Regions from separate parts of the Ovis aries genome. Here region 1 is linked to region 2. Evidence: chromatin contacts called from public Hi-C data. All regions are on one chromosome and are shown on one strand. Each heading gives the region's core, a stretch centred on a gene start, on an enhancer-like site or on the middle of the called end of the contact. The rest is flanking DNA. Distances are from core to core; before and after follow the strand shown.

Evidence for each region. Hi-C and Micro-C count contacts between places; a contact is called where the count stands out from the background.
Region 1: a Hi-C map of hypothalamus shows a contact between it and region 2, with 2.8 times the contacts expected there. The contact joins the enhancer-like site here to the promoter of LGALS3BP in region 2. A contact is called at or near these places in 11 of 16 Hi-C or Micro-C datasets (blood, hypothalamus, liver and 7 more).

The regions. Positions count from the first base shown.
Region 1 is chr11:52,845,237-52,848,265 of ARS-UI_Ramb_v3.0, reverse strand. The region is part of intron 3 of TIMP2 (TIMP metallopeptidase inhibitor 2); the gene reads right to left. Among named protein-coding and RNA genes, the nearest start is that of USP36, 15 kb to the left of the region's middle. Within about 2 kb of position 1,450, at least 18 of the 54 cell types and tissues checked have an H3K27ac peak or open chromatin away from gene starts, as enhancers often do. A contact at or near this core is called in hypothalamus and tail adipose tissue, where this site is marked.
Region 2 is chr11:52,754,238-52,757,514 of ARS-UI_Ramb_v3.0, reverse strand. LGALS3BP (galectin 3 binding protein) reads right to left here and starts at 1,483. Exons shown (of 5, transcript XM_060395828.1): 1 at 1,349-1,483.

The DNA.
Region 1 (3,029 bases), core at 201-2,700, 91 kb before region 2:
AGAAGAAGAGGAAGGCGACAGGGGATGAGATGGTTGCACGGCATCACCAATCCAACAAACACGAACTTGGGCACACTCCAGGAGACGGTGAGGGACAGGGAGGCCCGGCGTCTGTGGAGTTGCAAAGAGTTGAACGCAACTTGACAACCCAACACACACACAGAGCCATTTTCTAAAGAGTACAGAATAGACAGGGGGCTAAATGGACAATGGCAAGTAACTCTTTCCTACATCGTGGTTTCTTCTGGCATGGACCTTGCCCGGCCTGGTCATTCAGTAGAGGCAGGCTGAGTACTCATTCCAGTCGCTCCCTCCAAACTTACGTAGCAACTTCCCCTGAATCATGTGACTGGCATCAGCCTCCCACATCACATTGTTCTCTGCCTCTCTTGCATAGCGTGTTCTCGAATCAAGTCACAAGCACAAAGGGTAATGGTTGTGTCTTAATCCTTTTTTTATCCATAGTTCCTTGCACATGATAATGGCTCAGTAAAAGTTTACTGATGATGACATGGTTATTTGTTCTAACAATGTGTTCCAATATCTTTTTTTTTTTTTTTTTGCTGTCTTCCTTTTTAAACCTTTTCACCACCAATTCAAGCTTCCACAGAGAGTGGGGCAAAGGCAGGGCATGGAGATGAAATGCAAATTTTTTCTTTTTAAAAAATTTTGATTTCCTTATTTTGGGCTGTGCTGGATCTTTGTTGCTGTGTGCGGGTTTTCTCTAGTTGCAGCGAGCAGGGACTACTCTCTAGCTGCAGAGAGGGCATGGGCTTCTCATTGCAGTGCTTTCTTCTGTTGCAGAGCACGGGCTTCAAAAGTTGCAGCACGAAGGCTTAGTAGTTGCGGCACACGGGCTTAGCTGCTCTGCAGCATATGGGATCTTCCCGGACCAGGGATAGAACCCATGTCCTCTGCATTGCCAGGCAGATGCTTGACCACCGGACCACCAGGGAAGTCTAAAATTGTGTATTTTCAATGGCCCCAGTTCCCAGTTCCCATGAGCTTTAAATGTCATGTGTAAATGGTGTAGCATCTCAGAATGTTAAGAAGAGACGCCTTTCAGTAGAGATAATTAAGACTTGATTTGGTACGTGAGCATCTGTCTGCCTTGGAAAAAAGCAAAGCCTTTCTTGGACACAGAAAAACAGGAATTAATTAAAATTTGTAACTGAGGGCTGTATGTTTACTTTTCTTTCCGGAGATGAGGACTGGAGAAGAAAATGACAGGGCCGAATCTATAACAGTCCCTGAATACAAGCGTCTCGCGGTGCCAACTCGACATGTGAAGCTGAGTCATCAGCCCAGGAGGAGGTGGGCTGCCCCAGGCTGTGTGGTCACTCGTGGGGCCGCAGCCAGCGCTGGCTGAGTGATTTTCTGTGCCCCGTGATTCTTGGTTAGCCCGTTGTGACTCCAGGAAAACAAGATCTAGATTCTGTGCTTCAGAAAGTAAACACCAGATTGAATCCAGAGCCGCCTCACCGAGCCAGGGAACGAAGCCGGCTTAGAGAGGTTCCTCTGTAATGGGGTGAGTCAGCAGCCAGTGGAAGGGCCTTTTATTAATCTTACGCTCCACGGCCAGTCAGGAAACTAAAATGTGCCCCACGTTGCTTGCTTCCAATGTGAAATGTGTGGTAGCTTAAGACGATAGCTTCTCAGGTGGCACAGGGGTAAAGGATCCCCTTGCTAATACAGGAGACACAGGAGTTGCAGATTTGATCCCTGGGTCGGGAGATCCCTTGGAGAAAGGAATGGCAACCCGCTCCAGTATTCTTGCCTGGAAAATTCCATAGGCAGAGAAGCCTGGCGGACTGCAGCCCACGGGGTCGCAAACAGCAGGACACGACTGAGCATGCTGGCACTAAGGTGACAGGCACACAGTTATCAACTGAGTGCATCTTCAGACATTTTTAGTTTTCCTTAGAAGTGAAGCTACAATTTGGATGCTTTCTGAAGTTTCTGAAATGTATGAGGCCGTTACTCGGGCAATTGTTTTCTCATTCAGCCTGGGGACAGCTGAAGGGGCTGGGGTGTGGGATCAGTTTCACAGGTCACGTACATATTACATGTTAAATAGCCTTTGATGGCAGACATGAACAGCTGAGCTGACACGTGAGTGAAAAGAAATGTTATCAGAGAGTGACTGAAATTATGGGGCTTTCTGCGTTTGACTCACCATGTTCCCTTTGGACATGAAGCCTCTCCCTTTCAGAAAAGGGTCTAAGCACAATGGATGTTCCTATCACATCTCCCAGGAGAAAGAAAAGCAACTACCAGGAAAACAATCATCGCACCGCCCTCCACGCCTGTCCTGGATCCACCTTCTTAGCAGCCCCGTGGTTTCCTCGCACTCCTGTGATAAGCAGGGCAGGATGGGACCCAAGCCCCACGCTCCAGAGAGACCTCGCCAGGGCTCCTGACTGTTGGACATAAGCCCTCTCCCCATCCTGCCCTGGGATCCAGCCAAAGGGCCCTGCGGTCTGGACCACCCATCTCGTGGAATAAAAGAGCAGTGTCACTCTCCTCAGGATCTCTGAGCAAAAGGCAGGTCTGACTGCCTGGGAAGGGCCCCAGAAGATGAAAATCATGCCCAGAGGCCACTGTGCAAGGGGGGTGACTGACCTCGGCTGCTATGGCTAGGCCCTCCTGAGTGTGTGCAGACTGGCTCTTTGGCACCTCTAGAACAAAAGGTCTGCCTTTGACCCAGAGCACGGTAGGTTCTCAGCCCTGGCTGTGCACTGGACTCCCCTGGGGAGCTTTACCAATGCTCTGGGGATGGGAGCCACCCCTACAGATGGTGCTTGAATTGGTCTGGGGAGCTGCCTGGGCATCAGGAATTTTGCAAACTCCCTGTGGAATTCCAAGGAGCAGTGGAGGCGGAGGACCGCTGGGTTAGGCGTCAGGGCAACGAGACTTCTAAACCTGGACCAGTAATGGCGGAAGCCAAGTGTAATAGACCCAAGAGCCGGGCTGTTGTTGTGTGGTTGCTCAGCTGTATAAGACTCTTTTGCAGCCCCATGGACTGTAGC
Region 2 (3,277 bases), core at 234-2,733:
TTTTTCTCTTCGCCCACATCCTGCCCCTCACCTGCCTCCCTCCCTTCATGTCCGCATACCAGCACAGTGAGGTGGGAAGAGGGGCATGGAGGGGGTGCAGAGAGCCCTGCTGCTCTGGCCCAGAGAGGGCCTTGCGACACCCACGCCCCGCCTCAGGGCCCAGCCAGCAGGGCTGTGGCTGCTGTTGTTGCACCCCTCGAGTCAGGGCCTGGTAACCAGACCCTCCGGGGGCTCCCAGGCACGAGGGTCTGCCGACACTGAACACAGTCCCTGGACCAGACTGCTCACACCACTGGCTCATGGAATCCTGACCACGACCTTGAGAAAGACCTTGTTGATCCCACCTTCAAGTGAGGGGGCTAAAGCCCGGAAGGGTAGCCAGCTCTGCTCACACAGCTGGGGAGCTGTGGGTGGTGAGTGGCCATGGGGGAATCTGCCCAGCAGCCACCCTCTCTTCATTACACTGATGGCCGAGTGGCCAGGATGACCAACCACCCAGCACACCAACTGTCCTGGTTTTCGCACTGGAAGTCCCATGTCCTTGGACATACCCTTGGTCCTAGGCACATGGGGACAGCTGGTCACCCTCTGCACTCTCCAGAGAGTGGCGGCCACCAGCTTTGCTCACCCTGAGACACGAACCCAGGGTCCCAGGCAGATGGCCAATCAGGCACTTGGCTCATGGTATGCAAATGTCACTGCCCCTCCGGCTGGCTCTGGCCACCCATTTTTGCCTGACTCATTGGAGAGATGGGGCAGAATTGTCTGCCTGGGGCCATTCCACACTCTTGCGCAAATTGGGGAAAGGTGCAGCCTGAGCTGAAATGGCAACCCACTCCAGTACTCTTGCCTGGAAAATCCCATGGATGGAGGAGCCTGATAGGCTGCAGTCCATGGGGTCGCTAGGAGTCAGACATGACTGAGTGACTTCACTTTCACTTTTCACTTTCATGCATTGGAGAAGGAAATGGTAACCCACTCCAGTGTTCTTGCCTGGAGAATCCCAGGGACAGGGGAGCCTGGTGGGCTGCCGTCTGTGGGGTCGCACAGAGTTGGACACGACTGAAGCTGCTTATCAGCAGCAGCAGCAGCAACAGCCTGAGCTGAAAAGCACTGATCGGAGAGAGCGCCTCGGCTGAACTGCTTGCCCCTTTGGGTGGTCTCCTTGTGCACCAGTGAACAACCTGCCCAAATGGACAGAGAGACACAGGAGCAGCAGTGATGGTCCCTAGTTTCAGGAGGAGCATCAGATCCCTAACTGAGCACAGGCAGGGAGACTTGGCCACTGTAAGATTATACTGTATAAAGAGAGGGACACCCACCTGAGAGCAAGAGGTTACCAGCTTACCTGCCTGGGGCACCTGCAGATGGCTGTCCTAAGGCCTCCCACTTGCAAAGGAACGTCCAGCCCAAAAAAACCCTCCCAGTACAGAGTGTGTCAGGTTGGTCCCAGGAAGTGCTTCAGAAAGCTCAGTCTAGTTTCGATTTCGAGAAACCACCTGACCCTGTTTCCTTCTGGGGTTGGCTGCTGCCAAGGCTTCCTGCTCCCCTCCCCGCCCTTGGCTCTGACTGGGGGCGGCTGGGATGGCGGTGGGGAGGATGGCAGCCGCCCAAGGCTGCAGTCTGGCTGATTCTGCTCTGGTTACAGAGCAAGGCAGCGGCGCCAGGGGTGGGTGCTGGGGGAAGGGAGAGGAAGGGCAGCAGGCGTCAGCGGTCAGAAGAGCAGAGGATGGGCGTGGACAGGTTCTGTCTGCATCCAGGGACCCTGGGCTCTTTCACTGCACGCCCATGCCCGTCTCCTGGGTCTCACATGTTGCTGGGGGCAGCGGTAGGGGGGCTGCTCGCTCGGCTCTAAGCACTTGACATGCCTGGCCTGAACATCTCATCCCTCTGGGGCAGGGGCAGAGCCTCTGGGGTGGACTTTGTTCTGCCCCTCCCACACCCACTCCCTTTCCTTCCCTCTGACAGAGAGCCTGCACCTCGATTTCCCCTGGGGAAGCACTCTGGATCTGGCCTGAGTCTGGCAGGTTGGAGACAATGGTGTCAGGGAGGTGTTGTGATCCCAGCCCTCTGAGGGGTCAGTTTTAGACTGCTGGAAGGAGACCCTGTAGGGAGCAGGCGGCCTGGAGGCGCTGATGCCCCTGGTGCCCCCGACTGTGCCCTGAGGAAAGCCCAGCTGAGGATGCAGGTGAGGGCAGAGCTGAGAGAGGGAGGAACCTAGGTCCTGATGCTATGGTTTGAGCACCTGTGTCCCCCTGGCCTGAACTCAAGGCCAAGCCCTGGCTTCAAGGCCAGATGAGGCGTCAACATCCTATTTTGCTTCTGTCTTTTGCATCCCAGGTTCTGGACGAGAGTTATCCCCTAGGAATGTCCCCAGGTCTCTCTAACCTGCTGGCTGTCACCATGGTCGGCTCCTGAGAATCACCCAGGAGTCTCACAAACTCCCAGCGTCCAGATCCACAATCTCTGGGGTGGGGACAGGCGTTGGCCTTAAAGCCTTGCAGGTGGTTCTATGTACAGCCAGGGCTGAGAACCATCAGTAGGGAGACAGAGTTTCCCTGGCAGCTCTTGAGTCCAAGAGAGTGAGCCCTCGGGTCAACCATCCAATGACTATTTGCCCAAAACGTGAGGTTTGAGGGGACTATGGGCTTATATGATCCCCTCCAAAGAAGCTGTAAAGCTCCGTGGGGGGAAAGGGGAGTGGAGCCGCAGAAACAGAAGCGGCAGAAGAGACTGGAGAGATTTAACATCCCACCCAACTGAAGGAGCCTCAGTGCTGGCTGTCACAGAAACCCTGGCCTTGTCACTTCTAGCCTCCATTGGTTCCTTGCCCCAGTAAGGAGCTGGTCAGGGTCAAGAGTGCAGAGGAAGTCCTTTGGGAGGAACTGGTGGCGATGTTGGAAAAACCCAAGCTGCCGAAGGGTTTGGGATCAAAGCAGGGGTGATGTTCCCCTCCGGCCTTTCCAGTCTTCTGCCCACTAAGGGAACTGGAACAAGAATTGAGGCCATCTGCTCCAGACAGAAGTGACTAAGCTGTGATAAGGAGACCATCCGTGAAAGTCTCGGCTCCACAGATAATCGGGCCGGTGGGGACCATGCGGATGCGGCTGCTATAAGCAGGCAGCCACAGCTGACACAGTCGGAGTGTGCTGGGGGCTGTCAGAGACCAGAGCCCGTATGAAGCCTTTAGACTTTCTTTCGTGCCTCCTCTCCTGCTCCGACACACAGGGGGACGCTGCCTGTGATGCTAACACAGAGACAGCTGGCACGGCTATCA